7 separate regions of the Mus musculus genome follow, and all the other regions are linked to region 1. A link is a contact called in public promoter capture Hi-C data. All regions are on one chromosome and are shown on one strand. The core of a region is the stretch at or near the end of the contact, and the rest is flanking DNA. Distances in the headings are between cores, read along the strand shown. Region 1 holds the start of Zfp607a (zinc finger protein 607A). Region 2 holds the start of Arhgap33 (Rho GTPase activating protein 33). Region 3 holds the start of Syne4 (spectrin repeat containing, nuclear envelope family member 4). Region 4 holds the start of Polr2i (polymerase (RNA) II (DNA directed) polypeptide I). Region 5 holds the start of Zfp146 (zinc finger protein 146). Region 6 holds the start of Zfp14 (zinc finger protein 14). Region 7 holds the start of Zfp74 (zinc finger protein 74).

Evidence for each region. Promoter capture Hi-C pulls out the DNA fragments that hold promoters and counts their contacts. Capture Hi-C pulls out chosen DNA fragments and counts their contacts.
Region 2: a promoter capture Hi-C map of cranial neural crest shows a contact between it and region 1. The contact joins the promoter of Arhgap33 here to the promoter of Zfp607a in region 1. A contact is called at or near these places in 2 of 39 promoter capture datasets (the 3T3-L1 cell line and cranial neural crest).
Region 3: a promoter capture Hi-C map of cranial neural crest shows a contact between it and region 1. The contact joins the promoter of Syne4 here to the promoter of Zfp607a in region 1. A contact is called at or near these places in 2 of 39 promoter capture datasets (cranial neural crest and hippocampal neurons).
Region 4: a promoter capture Hi-C map of liver shows a contact between it and region 1, with 6 times the contacts expected there. The contact joins the promoter of Polr2i here to the promoter of Zfp607a in region 1. A contact is called at or near these places in 2 of 39 promoter capture datasets (cranial neural crest and liver).
Region 5: a contact with region 1 is called in a promoter capture Hi-C map of liver, with 6 times the contacts expected there. The contact joins the promoter of Zfp146 here to the promoter of Zfp607a in region 1. A contact is called at or near these places in 4 of 39 promoter capture datasets (the C10 cell line, hippocampal neurons and liver).
Region 6: a promoter capture Hi-C map of liver shows a contact between it and region 1, with 3 times the contacts expected there. The contact joins the promoter of Zfp14 here to the promoter of Zfp607a in region 1. A contact is called at or near these places in 3 of 39 promoter capture datasets (hippocampal neurons and liver) and 1 of 9 other capture datasets (liver).
Region 7: a promoter capture Hi-C map of adipose tissue shows a contact between it and region 1, with 5 times the contacts expected there. The contact joins the promoter of Zfp74 here to the promoter of Zfp607a in region 1. A contact is called at or near these places in 1 of 39 promoter capture datasets (liver), 1 of 115 datasets of contacts at active chromatin or transcription factors (large pre-B cells) and 1 of 9 other capture datasets (adipose tissue).

The regions. Positions count from the first base shown.
Region 1 is chr7:27,858,500-27,862,208 of GRCm38.p6, reverse strand. Zfp607a (zinc finger protein 607A) reads right to left here and starts at 1,624. Exons shown (of 5, transcript NM_001024726.2): 1 at 1,453-1,624.
Region 2 is chr7:30,533,454-30,537,162 of GRCm38.p6, reverse strand. Arhgap33 (Rho GTPase activating protein 33) reads left to right here and starts at 2,103. Exons shown (of 22, transcript NM_178252.3): 1 at 2,103-2,237; 2 at 2,951-3,060. The coding sequence starts at 2,983.
Region 3 is chr7:30,312,861-30,316,569 of GRCm38.p6, reverse strand. Syne4 (spectrin repeat containing, nuclear envelope family member 4) reads right to left here and starts at 1,754. Exons shown (of 8, transcript NM_153577.2): 1 at 1,484-1,754; 2 at 1,170-1,308; 3 at 197-340. The coding sequence starts at 1,611. Alkbh6 (alkB homolog 6) reads right to left here. Exons shown (of 7, transcript NM_198027.3): 7 at 2,267-2,651. The coding sequence ends at 2,388.
Region 4 is chr7:30,230,119-30,233,827 of GRCm38.p6, reverse strand. Polr2i (polymerase (RNA) II (DNA directed) polypeptide I) reads right to left here and starts at 1,754. Exons shown (of 6, transcript NM_027259.1): 1 at 1,424-1,754; 2 at 1,292-1,346; 3 at 1,005-1,078; 4 at 847-921; 5 at 710-761; 6 at 441-543. The coding sequence starts at 1,482. The coding sequence ends at 481. Tbcb (tubulin folding cofactor B) reads left to right here and starts at 1,631. Exons shown (of 6, transcript NM_025548.4): 1 at 1,631-2,248; 2 at 2,559-2,702. The coding sequence starts at 2,135. Ovol3 (ovo like zinc finger 3) reads left to right here. Exons shown (of 4, transcript NM_001289817.1): 4 at 181-531. The coding sequence ends at 389.
Region 5 is chr7:30,167,913-30,171,621 of GRCm38.p6, reverse strand. It overlaps Zfp146 (zinc finger protein 146), which reads left to right and starts at 1,881. Exons shown (of 2, transcript NM_011980.4): 1 at 1,881-1,963. Gm5113 (predicted gene 5113) reads right to left here and starts at 1,747. Exons shown (of 3, transcript NR_157376.1): 1 at 1,408-1,747.
Region 6 is chr7:30,049,463-30,053,171 of GRCm38.p6, reverse strand. It overlaps Zfp14 (zinc finger protein 14), which reads left to right and starts at 1,776. Exons shown (of 5, transcript NM_178733.5): 1 at 1,776-1,827.
Region 7 is chr7:29,952,202-29,955,910 of GRCm38.p6, reverse strand. Zfp74 (zinc finger protein 74) reads left to right here and starts at 1,846. Exons shown (of 6, transcript NM_178384.4): 1 at 1,846-2,056. It overlaps C230062I16Rik (a long non-coding RNA gene), which reads right to left. Exons shown (of 4, transcript XR_003946630.1): 1 at 1,955-3,709.

The DNA.
Region 1 (3,709 bases), core at 375-2,874:
GCTTTTTTTTTTTTTTTTTTGTAGAGACAGGGTTTCTCTGTGTAGCCCTGGCTGTCCTGGAACTCATTCTGTAAACCAGGCTGGCCTGGAACTCAGAAATTCACCTGCCTCTACCTCCCAAGTGCTAGGATCAAAGGTGTGCACCACCACTGCCCAGCAATCGCATTGTTTCTCACACTCCCTTGTCCTGCAGAACACTGAGGGGAATGAACCCAAGATGGCCTCACAGAGCAACAACTAAAGCACACCAGGCCCTTAGGATATGGCGGCATTGCACTAACAGGCTTCACCACAGGCATCCTAAGGTTCCTGACAGGCCTGGAGAGCCTGAGGGGACAGAACCAAGACTTCAACCTGATACCACAGATCCACACCCACTATCAGCCACGGACGGCATTGCTCATCTGGATCTGGCCAGTGTTACCCATTACACACACACACACACACACACACACACACACACACACTCAGAAAATCACTAGCTCTCAAAGATGCCAAATTCAGTGCTATCACTTTCCCAGCTGAAATGGTGAACAGACATAGTCAACCACCTGCAGTTTTCTGCTGCTTTGAGAGGCAGGCCTGTAAAGATAGGATGAGTGATGCCATTGAAATAGGCGCCAATTTAACAGATCGGGATGTAAAAGCCCTAACGCTAACCTCTGGAGACTCCTATCTATAATTTGTTCAGAAAAAGAAGTGATTGTAGAGAGACGATGTCAAGGGATGTCATTGGAAGGATAATGCGAATACTAAGTGGAAAGGGAAGGGACAATGTAAGGGACACAATGGTGGAGGTATCAATTTGCCTGTCCCTCCTTCAGTTACTGACAATTCCATATTCTAAAACTAAAACCTCATTTTCAAACAAAGCACAAGCTCATTCTTTAATCTTTGATGTGCAGCAATAAAGTCCTTATTCTACTTCAGCCCTCCTTTGTAATGGCTGAGGCACGGAGCCTGAATAAGCGCGAGATCCCAGACTATATCTGAGAGCATCCTCAGGGAGCACTTTCTGCTACTCTGTCAACACTCACGTGGCTAGGATAGGGCTCTGGGAAAGTCCTGGGGCTCAACAAGTAGCTGCCTGCTCTCTTAAGCAACCCTGGAGACTCTTCCGGCCTGAAATGCTCCTCCCATGCTCAACTCTGGGCCTCAGGGAAAGCTTCCCTTCAGTGCGGACTCTTCTCTCAGAAGCTTGGTCCTCTGCTTCAGCCCCTGTGGCCAGGGGAGAAAGTAGGAGCAGAGAGCAACAAGCCGGGTGACACTGGGTGACAGAGATAATGCAGAGAGCTCAAAGTGTGCACACTCGGACAGACAGACACACACACACACCACCACCACCACCACCACCACCACCACCTGCAGCAGCACCGTCCCCCCACACATAAATACACAACCACCCCACACCGCGGTCCACATCCACACCCAGCCGGCTGGTTCCCGCCTTACGTGGAGACCGAAGCCAACTAGAGATTTCTTCCTCCGACCAGAAAGATCGGACTTTCCGCATTAGCGGCACCAGGACACCCAGAGCCTATCCACTACTTCTTGCCATGGTGGCCCTGAAAACTACAGCCCTCGCTACCGGAGATCCGAGAAGCCCAGGGCTCCAGAGAGATCCCAGCATGCAACTTGGCCCAGCCCATTTGAGAGCTGCGTCCTGTGGCTTGTGAGAGTTCCCAGGGGGAGGGGGGTACTCCCCGACTTTAAAGGGGAGGCTCCCTCCTGTGATCAAAATAGTTCCGGGTTCTACTAGTAACTGATTTTCTCTCCTGTGGAGCTGACAGACAAACTGAAGTTTTAAAGTTCAAAAGAAGTAAGATCAAATCAGGCTGTAATTGGCTGTATCTTTGCTTGAGACTGAGTGGGATTCCACCTCGCTGTGCTCTGGTGGGGACTATGGTAAATTGGAAAAGACTGAACTAAAGAATTGTTGGGTTTGAACGTGGGTAGTTTAGCGATTTCAGAGAGAAACAGAAGTTCTAGACACTCCCAGGGTTCATTGTCGCTGTGTTGGAGTTCAGGAAGTCGCCACTCAAACCTTATATACATACACCAATCTCAGTTAAGCAAGACTAGTGTATTAAACACGTACCATAATACTGGAGTTCAGGACTGCAAAAAGGACTCGGGAGCCTAATTGTAGTACTGGTCTGCTCTCAGGGTAGGCTTTTTATATGAGAAACCAGGTTCAAACGTTTAAAGGGCAGGGAGGGGAGCTGTTGGCTTCCTAGGCAAAGTATATTTTTAGCAACCTTTAAGCTGATAGGACCTGAGTAAGGTGGGGGGTGGATGGGTGGTGAACTGGGGAATTTCAGAACAGTGAGATAACAGAACATGAGTATTAAAACTTTTTGGCTTATTAGCAGCATTCTTCAATGTCAGCCCCAAAAAAAAAAAAAAAAAAAAAAAAAAAAAAAAAAAAAAAAAAAACACTGAGCTCATATGCAGGTACAGGAAGAGCTGCCCAGTGGTCAGCTTTACTCAAGATATTTTAGACATAACAGTTGCTATTTACCTTTGATTCAATGGGTCCTACATACAGCTTTGTGAAATAAGATAAGCAAACCTCATACAGATCATTGAGAGCACACAGAACAAAACAGGGTATGTGGCCAGCGTGTCCCTGAGCTCAGTCACTTCTCTATGTCAGTGACTGGCAGGCATGTTACAGCAACACTGTGAAATAGCTGGCAGGCATAGAACAGAATGGCTGCAGCTATGCTGGGGAGCAGGGGAGTCAGACCATAGCATCTGTTATCTAGACGGGAGAATGTGAGTGAGAGCCAGATCGGTATGCATCAACAGAGCTGTGCCCATTAGGCAGTCACTTACATCATGTTGGACTGAGTGGATGAAGGACTAGCATGTCCAGGTAGCCTAAACAAAAACATACACGTGTTTTTAGAAAACCCTATTTATTGTAACGTGACACTATTGAACTTTCAAAACTACTTTTGTTGTCTCCTGTATTTACACGAATTTTCCAGAATGTGAGTAAACAAATGTTGACGAGACTAGACCACGCTAGTAATAAAAGTAACCGCAGTAAAATGTAAATTATCTAAACGCCGAAGTATAGGTTTGTCACATTAGATTGAAAAACAAGTCAGACCCAGCCATGTGTTTACTACAGAAAAAATGTTAAAGATAAATACTCCAGCAGATTCAAAGTGACCATCCTCACATAGTCAAAAGGAGACTAAATTTGATTTTAAAGTCGAGGCAGATTTTGGGCCAAAGGACATTGCCAGTGATAATAAAGAGGGCAAGTCAGTCATCAAGTGACAGTAAACATGGCTGGGCGTGGTAGCAATGCCTTCTATCCCAGCAATGGGGAGGCACAGCCAGCTGCATGTCTGTGAGAAGAGGCCACCGAGGGCTACCCAGTGAAACCCTAAGAACTAAAATACACTCAGATTATGGTGGCACATGCCTTTAATCCAAGGCCTAGGGAGGCAGAGCCAGGAGAATGTCTGTGAGTTCAAGGCCAGCCTGGTCTACAGAGTGAGTTACAGGACAACCAGTACTACACAGGAAAACTGTCTCGAAAAACCAAAAACCAAAACCAAAACAAGCAAACTAAAATAAACTCTGAGTATACTCCTAATACCACACCTTTATAACACGAAGACGGGGAAAACATACTAGAACAATAAGAAATAACAACCAAATCCAGTATCGCATACATAAGTTTTCAGCCTCA
Region 2 (3,709 bases), core at 854-3,353, 2.7 Mb before region 1:
AAGGAAGTGAGGAAAATTCCAGGATAGTATGGATGCAATGGTTTGTCTTTTGAAATAGGATCATTTAAGATCTAGGCTCCAACTCACTATGTAACCTAAGCCTGGCTTTGGACTGAGTCTCCTACCTTCACATCCTCAAGTGCTGGGATTACAGATGTGGGCCACCACACCCACCCAGCCTAATCTGTTTTGAAACATTCCCAAAGATGAGTTGGATGGGTGAGTAAAGCAATAAGTAGATGTAAGACAAAATGAATATAGTAAAATGTTTTAATGATAAGAGCTAGCTGGTGGATGTGTGGGTGTCAACTTTCCCTATCTTAGAACTTTTCATAAATAAAATGATGGCAACTATATATGATGAGGGTTAGGTTGAGGGTTTTTGTGTGTGTGTGTGTGTGTGTTTGGTTTGGTTTTTTAAGACAGGGTTTCTGGGATTCTTTAATCTGAGATCAATGTTGTTTTGATATATGTATGGGATTTATGAAGGGAAATGGGATAGATTTCTGACATGCAATTCTCTATGTCAGAAACAAGATAAATGTGGGTTTTCATCCTTTTGAACAAACCACACACTTGATTGAATCAATAAGGAGGTAGCTGTTTAGACACAAGGAACAATAGAAGATATTCACAATAACATCCTGATCAAGTTAAGAGGGGGCACTAGAAGGCTGCCCGAGGAAGTCACACTTAAGCTGAGATTACCTACTTGACCGAGGCCATCTTAACTGTGGCTGGGTAACAAACCACCCCCAAAACTTAGTAGCATCATCACTCATTACACTTATTCCCTCCCCCCACCCAGCACTTTCCATATTTCGCCATCCCAACTAGCTTTTCTCTCGGATGATACATATTTATATTTATTTTGTTCATTATCTTCCCCCATCAGCCTTTGATTTGGAGGTTTTAAATTTTTTTATTTAATGCATACAGGTATTTTGCCTGTGTATATGTTGGGGGTTCCATGTGTGCCTAGTGCCCACAGAGAGCATCTTCTGGACATCTTGGAGCTGTAGCTGGTGAACAGTCATGTGGGTGCTTGGAACAGGGAGTAGAAATCTGAGGACTCTGGAAGAGTAGTCAGTGCTAACTGCTGAGCCATCTCTCCAGTCCCTAATTTGGTTTGTTTGAGACAGATTTTCACTATGCAGCTCAAGCTGGCCTCAAATTCATGATTCTCCTGCACCCACTTTTCCAGTGCTGAGATTACAAACCGAAATCACCTAGTTCATACTAGCCTTTGAGCTTCCATATGGGTAAGGCTGTATTTTTTTTTTTTTTGATTATTGGTATATCCCCGAATTAAATAATCAAAGTCTTTAAAAGCCTGGACCGGGAGCGTGCTACCGAAACGAGAGGCCTGCTCAGGTCCAGATCAGTGAAAGCATCCTTCCGGAAAGGGTGTGGCTGCAATGCTTTCTAGGCACTTCTCTATCGTTTAAAAAAAGAAAAAAGACTGCACCTGGCTTTCTGAGAGGCATGAATGTCATAGCATTCCATACAGAAGCTTTTCCTAGAAAAAGATGTCAAAGGCTAGCCTCAAATAAGCGAATATAGGGAAACAAGGAAAGATGTCCAGTGAATAGGGGGAGGCCAAGTCGCACAGAGCCTAGGGTGGGGACACAGCGGGGTGTGCGAGATCAAAAAGCTTGTGGGCGGGGTCAGGATCAGGACTGACAGCGTGGGGACTGGAGGACCCGCATTTCGAAAAGGCTGCTTGTGGGGGATAGTCGTAGGCGAACCCAATGAAGCACGTCCGAGGAGCGACCGCGGGAGGAAAGGGCAGGCTGCTTAAGGAGAGAAGTGGCGGCAGCGGAGCATAAAGAATACAGGGTTTTATCTCAGGAGGGCCCTGACAGCCAATGCCAACCATCCATGGGCGTGGCGCTGTCAAACTTCGGGGGGTGGGACTGGAGAGACGGGGCGGGGATGGGGGCGGGAAGTAGAGCAGCACTCAAAGCCAATAAGCAGCCGCCTTGTGGGCGGGGCGTAGCCCTCAGGCCAAAACTGGAGCCAATGAGAAGGGCCTCCGCGTGCCCGCTGGCCCGCCCCTCATGGGGCGCGCGCCAGAGACCCCCCCGGCAGCCGTTAGGGGAGGAGCCTGCGACCGCCCGCGCGCGCCTCACGCCCTCCCCTTTGTGTCACCATGGCGGCGGAGGCGGCGGTGGCGAGGACTGCGAACGAGGGCTCGAAAGCCGCCGGGGTCTGAGGAGGCTACCGCGACCATGGTGGTGAGGGGCCCTCGGGGCCATCAGTCTGTGTGTCCGCGTGCCAGTCTGTCCGCGCGGCCCCGCCCTGCGCGCCCCGCCCCCGGCCCCGCCCGAGCCCGCGGCCTGCGCGCCGCCCCTCACCCTTCCTCGCGGTCCCCTACGGTCTCCACCTCGGTGCGGTCCTGGGTCGCGGCCCGGGCCTCGACCCCGCCCCCTCAGCGCACATTTCCTCCCTCCCCCTTCTGGGCCCTGAAAAAGGGGTGACAGTGGCGGAGGATCCGGACTTGAGAAAAGGGGGCTGGTTCAGGGAAGGACCCGCGCGCCCCATGAGGGCTTCCCCCCTGCAGGCGTCTGCCGAGGCTCCCTGGAAACCAGCCCCCACTCCAGCGCCCTCCTCAGCATCCTCATCCCCAGTCACCCTCCCGACCACCACCTCCTGCTCCCAACAGCCCCTTTCTCATTCCTGAGCCCCACCCCCATCTCACTCCATCCCCTGCCTGACCCTTTTCTTCTTCATTTTCATCCCACGCCACGCGCTCTCAATCCCTCCACCGACATCGATCTGAACCTTTATCGAAGTCTCTCCCGCCGCTTCCCGATCCTTACTCGAGGCCAACATCGCGCCTCCCGCCTCCGTTCCACTTGAGCCTTGGGGCTTCTCCATCTCCTTGTCTTCATCTCCCCTCCTCCATACTGCTCCCGCTCATTCATCCATTCATTCCCTCACTCCACAGACATTCACTGAGACCTCCTCTGTGCAGGCCCCATGCTCCAGGCACAGAAACAGTCAGATCCCATCCTGCCTTGGGGAGCTTCATGGGCTGGCAGGGGACAGACTCTGAGGGTGAGACCCAGGGATGAACTTGGGGTTGCAGGGACACGGAGGAGGGAAAAAGCCCAGTCTAGCAAATCCCCGAATCCCCATCTGGCAGCTGGTTATTTTATTCATCAGAGTTGCCCAGTCTATGCCGTGCAACTGGATTGGCACTGCGTGTCAGGGACCCAGAGAAGAATCATACATACAGTACTAACTCTGTGCTGATCTCTGTTGGGCATTGGCGGGGGTGGGGGTGAGGGTGTCAGCCTGGGGCCCTATTTCCAAAGGGAGAGATGAGTTCCTTGCAGGAAGCATCTCAGAGTGAGATGGATAAGCTCAGGTATAGTTGTGTAGTATGGGATGGAGAAAGCCCACAGGATGGGATGGAGACAATTGTCTGAAACAGCCTTAGATGGACAGAGAGGGCTTTCTGAAGGAACACACATGAGGAATGAGGAGGAGAGAACCTAGTGACGGTGTGCAAACCACATTCCAGTCTGAGGAATAGCCTTTGCAAAGGCATAGAAGGTAAATGAGAAGCTGGCACGTGTGTTCTGAAAAGTTCAGAGCTCTGAGAATTGGGGCAGCAGGGGAGAGACAGGACTGGAGTGGCAAACGGAACCCAGCTCAAGGAAGCTTGGCTCTCAGACCTGAGAAGTCCAACCTCATCTAGAAT
Region 3 (3,709 bases), core at 505-3,004, 2.5 Mb before region 1:
GAACACATGGCTAGACACTCTCACATACGACAGTGATACCAGACCCCACCCCCACCCCAGAACCTGGAGTTATTTTGTCTTTCATGTCCTGTGCAGAAGTCAGAATATGCAATAAACCCACTTTCTATTCAAGAAAGCTTACACCCATACCAAGGACTCTACCCACTCCCCTATAACCTGGCCTCCCACTGCCTACCTGCATCTGGACAATCCTGTTGTGGGCCAGCGTCCAAGACCCAAGGCCTCGTTCCAGGTCCTGCAGCCGGAAGTTCAACCTCAACAGACAAAGATGTAGACTGTCCTGTTCAGCTTCTAGTACTTCCAAACCAGAGTCAGAGTGCTGGAGATTCCAGGGGACCAAAATCAGGGCCAATGGGCCAAGACACTACCCCTACTCCCAAGCAGGCTGCTGCCTTGTGGATGTTTCTCTGAAGCCACACCCATTCGAGAACCAACATTTGGGCTGCTCCCACTTGGCAGCCCTTTACACCAAGGCTGAAGACATCTAATTTAAGATTTCCAGGTTCCCGAGCCTTCTAGAAAGGTCTTTATATGGGTCTAAACTAGGAAGGATAATGGAGCAGAGTACCCCCAAAAGGAATGGGGTTATTAATAAAATTCTCATTTCCTACTTGGTAAAACGTGGAAATATGTCCAGCTTGGAGATGATAAAATGTAACTCCAGTTCTCTGAGGCAAGAGAACTGAAAGTTCAAGGGCAGCCTGAGCTACACAGTGAAAGCATATCTCAAATAAGGAGGTCGGGGGAACCGGGGAGATGGCTCAGTTGATAAAATGTTTGCTGTACAAGCAAGTGCTCAAAGAACCAAGCATGTGGCACCGGCTGGTCAGTGACTGGAGGCAGATTCGTGGCGCTCACTCACCAGCCACCCTAGCCAGGTTCAATGGGAGACTCTGTCACATAGTGGAAAGTGACTGAGAGACACTGGCACCGGCACGCATGATGTGCCTGTATCCCTGCTCACACTTAGGCACACAGAGTAAATACACAAAACGATTAAAAATAAGTGAAATACTGATTGGCAACCAGATGTCCTTACGGTGTCCCTTCCTCCACAGCACCCCCCAGAATCATATCATCTGAGCAAGGGGCAGATTCCGGGGGACAGACAGGAAGTGGGACTGGAACAGAGGGTGTGCTCAGCTCACCTCACAGGGCTTGCCCCCGTCTTGATGCTCATGGGAAGAGGCCAGGGGGAGTCTTGAGGGGCTGGTGGCAGACTCAGTGCTCTTCAGTTCACCCATGCAATGCTCAGGCAGGCCCAAGGAGGCCTGGACCTGCTCTGGCCTAGAGAGGAGAAAGGTTGATGGGCCACCTGTGAGGCACAGTGTCTCCTTTTCCACCTCACCATATGCCCACTTTTCTCCATGTCCTTCTTCAGTCAGTCACACATGGCCCTTCCCACAGACCCCTCCCTCCCTCCCTCCCTCCTTCGGAACCACTATCAAGCCCCAGTCCCCACCTGCTTGTCTCTTCCTCAGGTGCAGGGCAGATGGTCCCTCCGACAACATCCAGCTCTCTAGGAGCTGCCAGGGGACAATTCACAGGCTCTGGCGGGAATTCACGGCCAAGAGGTGGAACCAGGGCCATGGCCGTGCACTTGGGGATCGTCAGGTGAGGATGTCCAGTAACAGCAGCCGCTTTCTTAGACAGTCCAGACCCCCATGCTTTCTCAGCAGGACTCACAGCCTAAGTCCGAGGCTACTGAGGGGCCCAGGGGCCAGCCTAGCTCCACCCCTTCCTGGAAGAACCTGGACTAGAGAAATCTGATGCCTGGCTGAGGTGCGGAGGCATTTAACTCCTTCCTCCCCAGCAGGAGAACCTAAACCTTCCAATACCACCCGCTCGCCATCGTGGGGCTTTGAGAGAAAACGTCACCCATCTCAAGACCTTGGATCCTGTCACCTTCAGGGACACCTGTGTCTCAGGGCCCGTCCCATTCATTTAAAGTCTCAGGTATAAGGATACTGAAAAAAAGTCCCAGCACCTGGCAGCTAAAGCCTGTCACCTCAGGCAAGCTGGTCTCAAGTTCAAGGCCAGCCTAGGCAACTTATGGAAGCCCTATTGCAAAACTAAAAAATAATGCAATTGTTGCCTGGGTTGTAGTTTAGTGGTACAGCATTTGTCTAGCATCCAAGAAGCCCTAGGTTCTATCTCCAGTATTGAAGGGGGAGGGGGGGGCAGAGAGAAAGAAACTGAAGTATCTCTTCCCATCTAGTTAAAAAAAAAAAAATCCAAAACGAGTAAAGGTATTTTCTGTTTATTTGGAATGGTGTCTTCTCCATGGTTTCCATAGTTACTGGGGAAATAAATAACCCTGGACAGCTACCTCTGCCCTAGGGTTCCAAGGTCTTAGAACCTGGTGGTCACTTGCTCAGCAGGAGGCTGGCGCGCAGCACACGGGGCACGCGGCGAATGGTCAGTGAGACACGGGTGCCGCGCACCAGGTGGGCTCCGGGCAGCGCTGACTTGCAAGCGGTGGCATTGGGTGGCAGCGAGGTGGCGTCCAGCTCATCCACACGGGTAGCTGAGATGCCGTGGAGCAGGCGTGTGTAAGCTGTGCCCCGGAGCACCAGCAGGCTCCGTGGTTCCACCAGCAGCGAGGTGATGGGCCGTTGAGGAGGCCTGGGCTGCGGGAATCAGTTGATAATGGTAAATGGATATCCAGAGTTTGGGAGTGTGTGAAAAGTCAGCGGGCATCCGTAGCTGGTCAGGGGACAAGGGTCAGCAGGCCCTCAGGAGTGGTAATCTATAGGTTCTGGGGACAAGACTATTGGCCCGCCGTGTGTGTGTGTGTGTGTGTGTGTGTGTGTGTGTGTGTGTGTCCAGTTCTTTGGGAGGAGACAGGGCCTATGCTGCATTTTAAGACATAAAGGGCTACTACATTGTGGGAGCTTCAGCTGGCATCTGAGGGGCTGGGACAGACATGGGCAGTCCTAGGGATACTTACGCAGAGCTAATCTGGGGGTGCACTGCTGGGGTCAGGCTCTAATACAGAGGTTAAAGGGAATGGCCTATCCCGGGACTCTGGCTGTTAGGGAGGCTTTACTCAGGAATGGTATTACAGCAAGCCTGCCTGGGTAGAAGAGATGGAAAAGACGGAACTTTAGGGAGTGGAGCTAACATCTGGCCAGGGTGTTCGGAGAGTTGGAGGAAGACTCTATGAACACTGGGGTATCAAGAATGCATGACTTAAGAGCTAGCAGTCAGAGATAAGGGTGTCCCCAAAAGAGCCGTGTGAGGTTAAGGGGAATCTAGAGGTGATAGAGCATATGACTAGAGTTTCAGGACGCTGGTATTAAGGTGCCCTGTACAGTCTAGGAGGACACAGGGGCACACATGAGTGAATGACACAGTGGGATATCTTGAGGATGTCAAGAATATGCATTGGAGCCAGGCACGGGGGCACACGCTTACAACGCTGGCACTGGGAGGATGGGACAGAAAGATGGCAAACGTGAGGCCAGCCTGGGCTACATACATCTGTTCACAAAAATAAGTAAACAGTAGTTTCTAAAAAAAACTTTGTTGGAACACCGTGTTGAGCTCAAGTGGTCTGAGGGAGGGTCACAGGTCATCCATAGCCTTAGCCATCCAATACCATGGCGACGTATGTATCGGTATCCCTGGGTATCATGGCAGCTGGGGCACCGTACAAACAGATTGGATGGGTATGGGTTGGCTATCT
Region 4 (3,709 bases), core at 505-3,004, 2.4 Mb before region 1:
CTTCCTGTTGAGGGATGGAGGAGACACATGGCCTGGCTCCTGTTGCCTTAAGCAGAAGTAGCAGATGGCTAGTGGACCACAAACATAAGTGTCTGCCTAGCTAGGAATAAAGATAGGGAGTGGCAAGGCCAGAAGCCTACGCTCCAAGGCCGCCATCGCCCTCTCTGCTCATCTTAACAGGAATACGGCCATTCCGCTGCGGAGCCTGTGGGAAAGCTTTCACCCAGCGCTGTTCCCTGGAAGCTCACCTTGCCAAGGTGCACGGGCAGCCAGCCAGCTACGCTTACCGGGAGCGCAGGGAGAAGCTGCACGTGTGTGAAGACTGTGGCTTCACCAGCTCTCGGCCGGATGCTTATGCGCAGCACCGCACCCTACACCGCACGACCTGATAAGACTGGCTGCTCCCTACCCACGAGAGAAATAAACACGGGAAACACTAGTGTAGAAACTGGCATTTATTACAGGTGGAAGAAGGAACGATCACTCAGTCCAGCGGTGGCCGCAGTGTGGGGCAGTGCAAACATAGTACAGGCGCATGGCGTCCTAGCAATAAGAACGTTCAGTCAGGGTCTGGACCCAGAGGATAGTGTGAGGACCAAAAGAAACGATCAAAGAAACTTTCCCAATCTTGATTTGAGTAAACAGGATCAACCCAAAACTGGCGTGTCCCCCCCACCCCTACCCCCCCAAGCACCCAGCCGCCACTCACCTCAGCTCGGGCACTGTGTGACTGAAAGAACACTGCCTCCTTGTGGCCACACCTGAGGGAATGGTTCAGTTACTAAACCGCGAAAGACCTCTCTGTGCACAGCCACTCCTCTTTCCCTATGCCAGCTGCGTACTCACTTCTGGCACGGGTGGTCCTCCGTCCGGGGCAACGTGGGGTCCTGGGACACGTCTGCGATGATCTGGGTCAGCTCGCTGCAGGCATAGGGAAGTAATTAGCGGTCAGGCCGGGTGTCCTAAGAGGTGACCCGTGCCCCAAGCGAGGTCCCGCCACTCACTCCACTTCGTGCGTGATTTTGTTGACGTAGATGCAGCTGTTGTCGGCTTCCTGCTGGTAATCGCAATTCCGGCACTGCAGACGGGAGAGCATGTGGGAGGAGTGTCACAAACAGATCAGATCTCCAACAAGACTGGACAGGAAGGCAGGGTGTTCCCAAGGAGGGCATGGACAACATGGGAGAGAGGGTGTGCTGAGGGGTAGTCAAGAGGCGAAAGCGTGGGGGAGCCAGCAGGGAGCGCGCAGGGAAGGCGTGAACCCGCGGGCGAGAGGGTTGCCGGTACTCACCGCGTACAGCAGAATGCGATTTTCCTTGTCCTCCTTGGGGTACAGCATGTTATTACTGTGGGGAGGGGAGGTCAGAGGTCAGCCCTGGAGCCAGTCCTCACTGCCTTCCCACACCTACTGCCCGGGCCTCACCATTCCTGGCAGAACCGAATACCCACGAAGCCAGGCTCGTACGTCCCGTCGGGTTCCATAGCGACTGGGCTGCTGAGCCTTCTGCGCTTGCGCGGGCGCGCTACGGAACGCGGGAAGGGTCGCACACCGAAGCTGCACCAAACTAGGGCGATGCTGCGCGCATGCGCGGGTTCCTTATTTTTTTATTTTTTTTATTTTTTTTTTTATGGATGTCTGGCTGACGGCTTGCGTCGATCCTTTGATACCCTCTGCTACTCACTCCCGATTTCGGAACCTGCTTCCCAACTCCGAGTGGAATGGATCTAGGACAAGGGCTGGGACTATGATGCGCGATGTCATCCGCAAGGCGCTGAGCGTGAACGAGAGAATCCGCTGCTCTCTTCTTGGCCCAAGGCCAGTGCACATGCGCCGAACTTACACTCGGCGGACCGGGACAACTCCAGCCATTCTTCCCGGCTTCGGCCTCCTCCCGCCCTCCTCTCCTGCTTCCCGTGCACGGAAGGCCTCTCGGGATTGGTTGGACGTACCCGAGAATCCGCCTGTCCGTGGAGAAAGAACAGCAGCGATTGGCTGGCCATGTTAGGTGGAGAACTTGCATTGGTCAGCTCCAGAACAAGGGGCGGGACCTATATCCCAGAAGCAGCGGCGGCCACTGCGGAGCCGGTGTGAGACGGCTGAACCGCACCGCGGGCCACTCCGGGGCGCAGCGAGATGGAGGTGACGGGGATATCGGCGCCCACCGTGATGGTTTTCATCAGCAGCTCCCTCAACAGCTTCCGTTCGGAGAAGCGATACAGTCGTAGCCTCACCATCGCAGAGTTCAAGGTGTGGCCGTGGGGGCGGGGTCCGGAGGGGCGGGGCAAAGAAAAGGGAGTAGGGGGCTGAAAACTAGTGGGCGAACCTGGAGGGAAGGTTGCAGAGACTGACAGCCAGCCTCCCAGGCCTGGGAGCCCCGGAGAACAGAGTCCACCGAGTAGGGGCAGGACCCGGGAAAAATCAGACACTCCAGAGAGCCGAGGGGGCGGGTCCAGAAGGAACTGGTCCAAGGTGGGTCTTTTTGGAACTTGTTTGTTGATCAAAGTCTGAAGATGAGGCCTCTGACAGCCTTTCTCCTCATCTTGCCTCTTTACTGCAGTGTAAACTGGAGCTGGTGGTGGGCAGCCCTGCTTCCTGCATGGAACTGGAGCTATATGGAGCAGACGACAAGTTCTACAGCAAGTTGGATCAGGAGGATGCACTGCTGGGCTCCTATCCTGTGGATGACGGCTGTCGCATCCATGTGAGGACACCCTTTCCCGGGACCCGCCCCACATTCATTCACTAATTTATTTCTTCAACAAATACCATGTTTTGCCCAGTGTGATAACCAGTATAGGCTCTAGCCACATGGAAGCCCCAGTTCAGCCTGGTCAGAAGCAGACATTCAGTAGACAGTGACAAACCAGAGTTGTCTGAACTGGCTTAGGGGGAGGGAGCTCACGGGAAATTCATCAGAGGTACCAGGCTTTACCTGGGGATATCTGAAGAGGCTTCCTTGAGGAATGGGTATTTGAGCTGATATCTAGAGAATGTTCCATGGAGAGGACAAAAGTATAACACTGTAAAGAACTGAGGTGAGCCATCAAGTTCTGGCCCGATTGAGAGCAGCAAGAACACAGAAGGCCTCTGTGTGTATCAGCTCACATCATTCTGCCCTCAGCCTCTCCCCACCTTCCCTACTCATTCCCTCCCTGCTAAACTCTGTCCATTCCTTTTTCCAAATCTTTACTGAAGGTGTCATCCACCACCGTGGCCTATGGTGGGCCCAACACACCTGTAATCTCAGCATTCAGGAGGAGTTAGGAGGCAAGCCTAAGAGAAGCAGTGGGACTCTGTTAAAAATGAAAAACTAAAAAGGTGGCACACGCCTTTAATCCCAGCACTTGGGAGGCAGAGGCAGGCGGATTTCTGAGTTCGAGGACAGCCTGGTCTACAAAGTGAGTTCCAGGACAGCCAGGGCTATACAGAGAAATCCTGTCTCGAAAAACAACAACAACAACAACAAAAAAAAAAAAAAAAAAAAAAGTCAGAGGCTGGTCATGGAGGCTGTCAACTTGAGTTTAGTCCCTGGACCCACGCAAAGGGAAGAGAGAACAATTCCACGGTGTCCTCAGACCGACACACAGACACTCAAAATAATGAAAGAGAGACCGTTTAGCAAATACAAGGCCTAAGTTTGATTGTGAGAACAGGAAAAAAATTACAAGTGTCAATAATTAATTTTTCTTTTTTTTTGTTTCATTTATA
Region 5 (3,709 bases), core at 632-3,131, 2.3 Mb before region 1:
CTTAGAAAAGGGTTGGAAGAAAGGAAACATGAGTGAGCAGGGTACTTTTGGATAGCTGTTCTTCTATCCTGGTGTTCAGGGGATGGAGGTCAGACATGGCTGGGCACTCAGTCCAAACTCAGTGTCACCTTGTAAAACTGAGGTCACTATTGTCCAGGGCCAGAATCTGCCCAAACTTTACGGCACCTGCTGGGGCCAAAACAGTAGTCACAGACCCACTACATTTGGCTGCTGCAAGATATGTCACATGAAAACATCCACACACCAACTCTTCACTTTCTAAGAAACAAATTTTTAATAATTTATTTTATTTTTATTGTATGTACATTGGTGTTTTGCCTGCATGTATGCTTGTATGAGGGAGTCGGATCCCCTGGAACAAGAGTTACAGACAGCTGTGAGCTGCCACATGGGTGCTGAAACCTGGTCCTCTGGAAGTCCAGCCAGTCCTCTTAACCACTGAGTCATCTCTCCAGCCCTAGAAATAATTTTTTTAACTTTGTGTGTGTGCACATATTCAGGTATGTGTGTGCAATGCCATTTTTGTGGAGGGCAGAGTAGAGTCTTGGGTGTTGGTTCTAGCCTTCTACCTTGTAGTCTGATCACTGCTACACACTCCCAGCTAGTTCATCTGAGAGGTTTTGGAAATGCTTGTCTCTGAATTCTGTAGGAGCTTGGATTACAGGATAATTACAAACACAGTATGACAACTGACTTGTGCCACAAGAACTTTACCCACCTAGGCATCCCAGTCAGTTTGCTTGCCACTGTGGTACAATCACTTCCCTAACATCCCTAAAGGTCCTCCTTACATAGTCACAATCACACATGGTGGCACGCAGAAGGCACAGTACTCTGCATCATCCAGCCATAACTGAACATTCACTCAGGGGCCAGTCACTCTTTAGCAAAGATAGTCCACACCCGCATACACACAGTATTACACACTGTCACAAAGTCCTCCTCCTTCTTTCTCCCTTCTCTCCAAGAACACAAGGATACTCACGCACTGCCGACGCAGAGCCACGGACACAGAACACTGCACACAGTACTACACAAGGTCACTTAACCCAGAGATACACAGTCACAGCTACAACTATATCCACACAACCCCAGGAATAAAGGTTATCGAGCACACAACACACTACAGGACCACGGGATACCACTTCCACAACCACAAGATCCCGGAACACATAACATCACATATGTTTGCACAGCAACAATCAGATATACACCTTGGAGACAGGTGATTACAACAGCACACTACTTGTAAGCACTGACAACCGGTCACCACCACAATCAAAACCACAATTAGAATCCCGCAGCCCAGTCCTGCTTCAGCGTGCACAACCCCGTTCAGGACACGCCTGTTCCCCACCCCCGTTCAGTACTCCCCAGACCATTTACCTTGGGTCTCAGTAGAAGGCGCGCGCATCCTGCTTCAGCCAAAGGTAAAGGTTTCATCAAAGTTGAGCTACAATGTCAGCTCGCTATGGACTCTGGGAAACGTAGTCCATAGCCACATCAGCCCCGGACAAAGATGGTGTCCTTTCACCTTGGGGTCTGGGCTCAGTGTATTATTGAGACGCCGCCCGTGAAGTACCAAAGAGGAAGTCCCCACTCCAAACATCTTACCAGGCGTGAGCTTATTTGGGTCCAAGTGACAACAATCTACTCTAAGAAACCCCAAATCACAAGAGGCGGCCAGGTTTGTGCGTGGGAGACGGATAAGCAACCCGCAGTGCCTTGTGGGAAGTGTAGTCCAAAGTCGTAAAAGCAGTATTGCTGATAATAGACAACAGCCTGGCTAGGCTTCAGTGAACAAGCCCTGAGATGTCGCGGAGACTTCTGGGAGTGCTCACTCACTCCCTGAGTGCGCAGACGCAGGGGCAGCGAGTGGACATTTTGGTCTTTGTCCGCGGGTCAGCACGGCCGTCGTGTCCACGTGGCGCCAAAGTAGGAGGTGGGATCTGGGCGTCCTGGGTCGGTGGGTTCGGGAGGTTGGAGGGCAGTGTTTCCGATCTTTGGAGGTGTAGCGCGGGGTTCAGGGAGTGGGCTGAAGAGCATTGGATCTTGGTGAAGGCGGAGGTGGGGGCCTCTGAGGAAAGCTTGAGCGTTTGAGACCGAATTTGACTGCAAAGTTTGACCCACTATTTGGAATGATTGAGTGGGTGTGGAGCTGGGTGTAGGATTGTGGGTGGCTATGCTTCACGAGGCAATGAGGAGACCCATGTTGAAGTATCACGTCTGCGCGGTAGTTCCCGAGTCGAAAGTGCTGATAATTATAACGGGGCCATCTTCCCGAAGAGCATCCGTTTTATTTGATTACTTGAAAGGTGGGATGAAGCTAAGGGTTAAATACTTTTAAAACTGTATTTATTGATGGTGAGTTTTATACGCAAATGCATTTCGTGATATGTGCAGAAAGCCTTAGTAAACATGTTTAGATTTTAAAAGACGATCTGTGTACTAAAACGCGGTTGTTTATGAATGGAGGTAGAATACAGATTACTCTGTCATGCTTAATTAAGGAAACATTTGGTTTGGAATTGTTTGTCCCGGGGGTGCCAGCCATAGACTTCATTTCTGATTTTTGAGGTACTTTAATAGAGCTGTTAGGCAAATTCGAGTTTCGGTTTGAAGAGCGTCATTTCACTAAAAACCCAGGATTAAGGGGTCTAATTTAGATTTAGGTTAGGCACAGTTCCTCATTTAAAGCATATATATATATATATATATATATATACATTTATTTGTGTGGGCATGCTTGCCACAGTCGGTTCTGTCCTCCATCATGTGGGTTTAGGGTCGGAATCCAGGTTGTCAGCCTTGGAAGCAAAGCGCCTTTGCACACCCCCCCCCCCAAGCTCTCTCACTGGTCCATGTTTTTAGTTTTTTGAAAAAAACTTAGTGATTACTGTGCTATATCGTAGATGTCATAACTCCTTCACGAGTACAGTTCTGTGAATTGTGTAGCACATGTGAAAAACTACTTCTCCCTGCTGTGGCAGTCATTAAAGACATCCGCAGCTTTGGCTTTTCTCCTAATGGTAAAAGTTAAGCAGTACCTGATTAAGATTTGCAAGTGGGTAGCTTTCAAATTTATGAATAGCTGCCACTAGTTGATACATTGTAAAAACAAAAAACAAAAAAACGAAACAAAAGTAGTTTTTTAAATATCACTGAAGCTGGACACATACACACCTTTAATTCCCAACACTTGGGAGGCAGAGGCAGTTGGATCTCAGAGTTTCAGGACCCCTTAACTACACAGAGAAACCCTGTCTTGAAGAACAAAAACAAAATGACAAGAAATCCCCCAAAGAAAAGCAGCTAGAATGTGAGGGTTTGCTTGTTGCAATTTTTTGGAGGTAATGTGTATTGACTCTTGACTGGGCTATATCCCTAGCCCACAGTTCTGGAAATTGATGCTACAAATGTATCTACTATGTTTGAGTGAAACAATACAGACACAAGTTTGCTCGTGACAGCAAAGTTTAGCCTAGAAAAGTATTAGAAACATTTCATGCTCATCCATTAAAGGATGGTTCGGTTGACCTATGATAATAAGCTTATCCAGTGGTCGTGCAGAAGAATGAGGAGGGAGCTTTATATAGACACTGAAAGGTCTCAGACATAGTAGGACAAGGTTCAGAATATAGACTTGTCAGGAATAAGGTAGCTGTCTTTGAATTTCTTTCTATTGGGG
Region 6 (3,709 bases), core at 527-3,026, 2.2 Mb before region 1:
GCAGGTAGATCTCTGAGTTTGAAGCTAGCGTGGCCTTCAGAGAGAGTTCCAGGGCAACCAGGGCTACACAGAGAAATCCTGTCTCAAAAATTTAATTTAAAAAAGGAAAGAAAAGAAATCTATACCAGATATGTAATGTTCTTTTTTTTAAAAGATTTTTATTTTACATGTATGAATATTTGACTACATACAAGTGTGCACTACATCCACCCCTTTATTTATTGTTCTTTTTTTTTTTTTTAATATGTAAGTACACTGTAGCTGTCTTCAGACACTCCAGAAGAAGGAGTCAGATCTCATTGTGAGTGGTTGTGAGCCACCATGTGGTTGCTGGGATTTGAACTCCGGACCTTCGGAAGAGCAGTCGGGTGCTCTTACCCACTGAGCCATCTCACCAGCCCTCTGCAACTGAAGTTACAGACACTTGGGAACCATCATATGTGTTGTGTCTGCAAGAGCGCAAGGGTTCTCAATCACTAAGCCATCTCACCAGCCTCTCAATTGTCACGTTCCTAAAACTAACGTCCCAACGCTGGGAATGTTGACGGATGCCTGTAATAACAGCGCTCTGGAAAGAAACAAGAGGATCGATGAGGATCTTTCAACATCCCCAGCACCTATTACAGAGACATCCTGGCTGATATACCTTGCCCCCCACTATCCCAAACTCTGTAGCCCAGGCCTGGGCTTCCCATCTCCCAGCTTCTGTGATTCCTGTATAACCCAGTCATTTTGGGCACAAGGTCCTTTTGTTACCTCTTGCCCGCTGCACTTGGCCTCTTGGCTTCTAGCCTGTCCTACACCCCACCCCCTCCCCTCACATGGCCCCATTTAGTCCGGCAGTCATGGCCACCCTGGTTACTTTCAGACGCCCCTGCCAGTGCTCTCTCTTAGATCTCAATCCCTTGGGAGCAGTCATGTCCTCCTTTTTTTTTTTTTTTTTTCCATTCATCTTGAATTTGCAGTCTGCATGCTTCAGTCTCCTGAAGACCGGATGAGGCCTGGCACAAACACAAGAAAATGTTAGAGCAGTGGTTCTCAACCTCCCTAAAGCTGCGACCCATTAATACAGTTCCTCATGTTGTGGTGATCCACAAGCTATATAATTATTTTCGGTACTACTTTATAACTGTAATTTTGCTACTGTTAGGAATCCTAATGTAAATATCTGTGTTTTCTGATGGTCTTAGGTGGTCCCTGTGAAAGGTCATTTGACCCCCAAGGGGGGGGGGGATCTCGACCAACAGGTTGAGAACCACTGTGATAGAAGAAAGCATAATTATCTTTCCAGTCTTAGAGGTCTTGGCTTCATCTCCAGTTTGCAAAACAAAACCTAAGGCCAATACCAACGACTAGACCAATATACACAACGGCTAGAAGGGACAGTGGGAGAAAGCAGAGGCAGCGGGAACTCCAAGGAGCCTGAGCAACCTTTCCCTGGGTAGATGTGGGACTGCACCTTTGGAGAATGTATTTTACTGAGTTCCCTGATCATGCCTACACCCTCGCTGGGGTGAGAATATGCTTATCTCACATATTAAGCATGTGATAATGTGATGATGGTGTTCTCAGCCCTGGTAGGGCAACGACACAACCCCCAGCCCAGTGAGCTAGGTTTGGGGTGGGGATTTGGGGGCAGAGGGCAGCGGAATCTCCTAGCCCTTCCAGCTGGTCCAAGATCACACCCAGAGGCCTCCACCCATCACAGCCCCGAGCACGCTTGCGCACTCCGCTGCGTTGGCCCAGTCTTTCCCACCATGGACTACATTTCCCACAGGCCTCTGCGCAGCATCCTTCCGGCTGCTTAGCGCCGGTCCGCTCTGAGAGGTGAGTTGGTCCCTTGCACTGAGGAAATTGTCGCGGGGGCAGCGTAGGTTTGTCTTTAGTTGGCTTGAGAGACTTGGAGTCGGTGACGCTGAGTGGACACCGCGTACCCCGTTGCATCCTCCGTCTTCCCGCTGCAGAGCCCAGAGGCCCAGCATGGCTCTGAGTTCTGTGTGTGAACCTCAGAGTGAGGGCCCTCCGTACAAAAAGACAGCGCAGCTGCCACCGCAGGGCTGCTTTGTACGCGCTCCCTCCCCGCCAGGCAGCCCCGGTGGCCGTCGCCTGTCAAACCTGCCCCTCCGGTGGCGGCCAGTGTCCTCTCCATCCGCGGCGCTCCATTTCCAGTAGGTTATGTGTGTGGAAGGGCTGGTCGCGAGGGGTGTGTCCCCAGGCTACCAAGCCCGCACCTTCCCGGTTTGACCTTTTCCCCAGACTTGTTCATTTTAGGGAAGGCGAGGGAATAAAAGCAGGAAACGATTGTTGTTGCATACATAGAGACCCAACATTACTGCGGAAAAAAAAATAGCCTAACTTTCTTCTTTCTCGTTGTCCTATGAAGTGTACTCCTTGTTTTTCCAGGCATGGGGACATTTACTCCTCATTACTGTGAAAGTGAAAATGAAGTTAGCTTGGAAAGAAGCAGCGGTTTGGTGTTATCTTGGTCAGGGTAGAGGAGACAGATTCATGCAGACTGATAGTAAGCATCACTCAGAGATTATGTCTCTGATTAAATGCGGGTCCAGGCCCTCTTTGTGTGGTTACAAATGTCTTTTGTATTTTTTCTTTTTTATGTGTGTGTGTGTGTGTGTGTGTGTGTGTGTATTTGTGTGTATACACATACCAGCAGAAGCCAGGAGAAGGTGTCTGATTCCCAGGAACTGGAGTTATAGACGGTCGTGAAACACCATGTGAGTACGGGGAATCACACTTGCATCCTCTGCTAGAGCAGCCACTGCTCCTAGCAGTACAGCTGTTTCCAGCCTCACAGGTTTTAAATTTTTAACATGTTCGTTTTTTACGTATGTGAGTGTTTCTGTCTGCTTTTCTTTCTGTGCACCACTGAGTGTGACTGCGCCTGAGGAGCCCTGAAGAGGGCATCGGATTCTCTGGAACTGGAGTTACAGCAGTCACGTAGGTGCTGAGAGTGTAACCCGCTGATCCATCTCTGCATTCCAGGCTGCAGCTTTCTTATCCACGAAGCCTGCTTTGCTAGTTCGTTTTTAATTACTGTGGAAGATTCCTTTGCTAAACCACGCTTCTTACCAGAATAGCACGTTTTGTTCTTGTTTTAAACAATTTGTACCTATACTGACCAGGAATTCACTGTAACCCATGTGATCTCAAATTTGTGGGTGATCCTCCTGCCTCAGCCTCCAGGCTGCAATGTGTGCCACTGTGCCCAGCCAGAATAACACTTAATCTTCAATCAATCTCTGTCTCTTTTAATCCCATTTTAGCAACAGCAGCCAGGTCTAAACCCCTAAATTACCAAGCTCTTCAAAGCCTTTTGCCCGGGGGCGGGGGTGGGGTGGGGTTGGGGGGCTGGCAGGGTACCTCACTGGTAGAGAGCTAGTCTAGCTTAGAGCAAGTGTGGGCTAGGCATGGGGAGCTTACAAAAGGGCCTTTTCACTTGTATCTCACCCATCACATTCTAGTTGCTCCTGCGCCCTTCCCATCCTCAGCGCATCAATCAAGATTTGGTAGGTAGCAGGACATCGACTTTTGCTCCAGTCCTGCTCCAAAAAAATCTCAAGCTTTCACAGTCAACGTGACCTCTTAACCTGGTGCTTTGGCCTTCTGCCTCTGTGAGGTTGGATTCTTCATGATTCCTCCTTTCTAGGAGTTAACTCGCACCAGGATCGAAAGGTGTTCAGTTTCTCTTGAG
Region 7 (3,709 bases), core at 597-3,096, 2.1 Mb before region 1:
GGATTCCATTACAGATGGTTGTGAGACACCATGTGGTTGCTGGGAATTGAACTCAGGACCTCTGGAAGAGCAGAGGGTGCTCCTCTTAACCACTGAGCCATCCCTCCAGCTCCTTGCTAAGCCTTTTCTCTAGTCCCTTCACAGATCTTTTTGTGGGATGGAACCCAGGTTGTCAAGCATGCCAGGCAAGCACTCTGCCACTCAGCCATGCCCTCCGTATTGTCTTCATCTGACTCTGTACTTCATTCAAACACATAGTATTTTTCTTCAGGAAAAATTTCAAGATTTTGAGAATAATACCTAACTCTCTGAGTGTGTATGTATGTACACAATTCTTGGAGTGTAACAGTGGAAAACATGATTTGCTGGGTTAGGCAAACATTTCTGGAGTCATGTGTGCTTGATTGTGTTCACAGTATATATGATATTTGTGATGTTTAAATGTGCTGTGGTAGATTTGTGGAGAGTGTCAGATTGAGTCGGACAAACGTTGAAGGGTTAGAATCATGGATATGTGTTTGTGTATGGAATTCTCTGTGGTGTCTGATTAGGAACCAACACTGTATGGGAGAAGCTATCTGTGGTGCTGGGATAGACAGAAAATAAAAGTTAGGATGGGGGTGGGCCTGTCAAACAGAAGCTGGGCGATTTATCTGAGCTTGAGGCCAGTTTGGGCTACATGTCAAGCGATGGCAAATTCAAGAAGTTTATTTGACAGCAACAATATTATGAAAGGAAAAGAGAAACAAACTATTGCTTAGAGTTCTATATTCTGTGTGAAATAAAATAATGTTGCTTAAATACTATGATAAAGGAACTATGTACACTATACTATCTATCTAAAGCAGGGGCTGAGAGACAGATTAGGCATCAAGAGTACTTGTTGCTCTTGAAGAGGACCCATGTTTCATTCCCAGAACTCTCAGGGAGTGGTTCACAAGCACAGGCCACTCCAGTTTCGGGGAATCGGATGCCCCCTTCTGGTCTCTCTGTGTATTGCATGCATGAACTGCAGACAAAATACTCAAAACACGTCAAGTAGAAATAAATAAACCTTTAAAACAAACAAACAAACAACAACAACAACAAAAAACCCTTGTTCACTAAAGAGTATTATCAGGACAATAAAAGGACAAATTACTCCTACAGCAAGGGTGGAAAGTATTTGTAAAAACGTATATCTAATAACGTCCCCCTCCCCAGTGGTGATTGTTTTGTTTTGATGGAGAGAGAACGGCTAACTGGTACAAGGGTCTAGTTGACTAGTAAATGGCTCCGTTTCCTTAGGATCTAGTTAGTATGTAGACATTGCTCAGCAATGGTGTTTACAATCCTACGTTAACAGTCCAGTAACACTGTCGGTCAGAACAAGGAGTCTACGAAGTATAGACAAAAGCATGTTTCTGACAAAATTGGAAGATAGCAATGAAACGCTGCAAGAGAACACCCAGCCATGATTACAAAAGTGGTTGCAAATTCACACAGTTTTAAATGTCACTGAACTTCAAGGTCTCTTAACTCTATAAACTCCACACCCTGACCCCATAGTCTAGTTCTCACACACACGTATTCACGTAACTCCTCCTTCTGCCTGCTACCAAGAGTTTGTGACTCCGGAGGACCATCCCCATCATAAAGAGGTAGACAATCTCGGGAGAGAGCCCTGATCCAAGGGAACTAAACAAACTCAGCCGTGCTCTCTTCCTGGCTCAGACTCCCTAACCCTGAAAGTCTCATAGCCGAGGGCCAGTTTTTCATTTGGGTGAGCACAGGTCTCGGGCCGCGAAGGGCTCTGGGAAATGTAGTTCAAAGCAAGAACGCAAGGGATCCTTTCGGATTCTTCTCAGTTGCAAGTTGCACCCCCAGGCTGTGAATGCCAGGCCGCGGGGTAGCCGCTGCTACAAAACCCGCCCAGGCTCAAGCCGGTCCCCCTGCCGCAGCGCCGCGCCCTTACCCGAGCCTTGGCCACTCTCCTGACTCGCACGCCGAAGGCCAGACCCGCCCGGCGAGCCGCGCGGCCCTCTGGGAAGTGCTACCCTGCGCCTAGCGGACCCAGGTTTGTGGGTCTTCTTTCCCAGCCTAGCAGCACCAGGCCGTAGCCCGGAGGCTGTGAGCCTTGGGCGGCGTCGGGTTGGGGGATCGAGACCCGTGGCCCGGCTCAGCGTTGAGTCCCGGAAGCCGTGAGCTGGAGGCCAGGACTCTTTGTGCTGGGTGGAAGCCAGGGCCCTGTAGAGCGGTCGCGGGTGTGGGTAGAGGACGGGATGCCTGCGGTTTGCAGCAGCCGTGATGTGACTATAATTTGCTCGTTATCCTTTATGTGCCTTTACGAACGTGGGTGCACATGTGATGGCTGAGATAATGAATGAATGCATTAATGAAAAACTCTGTGGGTGGAAGTTAGGCGGGTAGGATTGTGTGGAGATGTGTGAAGACCGCGTTTGAACGAGTGCTACCTTTAGCCGTTTATAATAATTGAAAATATTTTTATATGAAGCATCAGTATCTCCAGGACTTGACTATTTTCCTGTATTGACAAACTGTCTTGTGTACATGACAGGCGAAATTCATTTGCCTTGCAGCCCAACTCCATTTCCCAAATAGCAAGATACAGAAAAGCCCAAAGACTAAAAATTATTTATTTCTCCTAGTCAGTCATGCAGCTCCTGACAAATTGACTTCTTTACACTCGTGAGCATGAACGCGTACATTTATGTGCTCATATAAAGAGCATGGCCTCTTAAAAGAGCAGTAACGGGCTGGAGAAATGGCTCAGTGGTTAAGAGCACCGGCTGCTCTTCCAGAGGTCCTGAGTTCAATTCCCAGCAACCACATGGTGGCTCATAACCATCTCTAATAGGATCTGATGCCCTCTTCTGGTGTGTCTGAAGATGGCTACAGTGTACTCACATAAAATAAACAAATCTAAAAAAAAGAAAAAAAAAGAGCAGTAACATCATATATACAGTTCTGTAACTTACGGCTCTTATTTAACCATTGATGTTGTTAACATATTGACATCAACAATTACACATTTCAAGTGTATACCATTTAAACACACACACACAACACACACACACACATATATATATCCTGATTAATTTCTGTTTTCAACCTCTTGAAGTTATAAACCAAGTTCATGCAGAACTGTTTGGCAATGCTGTAATGTACCCCATTTCCTCCCTCATACCTCCTCTTGTTTCCTCCCTCTCTTCGGGTGGCTTTTAGAAGTGGAGTTGATATGTTAACAAGCATATCCTTATTAAAATCTTCCAAAATCTAAATAATTATACCCAATGTAAAGTTCTAACATCCTACAATATTACTGAAATAATCAATGCATCAGTATTTCAGTAATATTGGAATAGAGATATACCCTGGATAGCAATGAATACTGTAAGTAACAGAATCTTTACCTTCATAGTTATAAAATAAAATTTAGGTTGCAATGAGAGACCAAACCTTTTGGGTTCAGACTCCGTCTCCTCTTAGAGAACCTGACCTAAGGTGGAACTTAAAGTTAGCTAACAGGCCAATAGCTAGCATCAGTTTCCAGGCTACACCCCAACAAGACCTGTGCCTACCAGTTTCCAGGTTACCCCCCAACAAAACCTGCTTCTGGCACCAGATCTGCACCTCCAGGTTACAAGCCTGACCCTGACACTTCCCTTCCTAACAACCAACATAAGGAGGAAAGCAGGAGTTAAGTTTA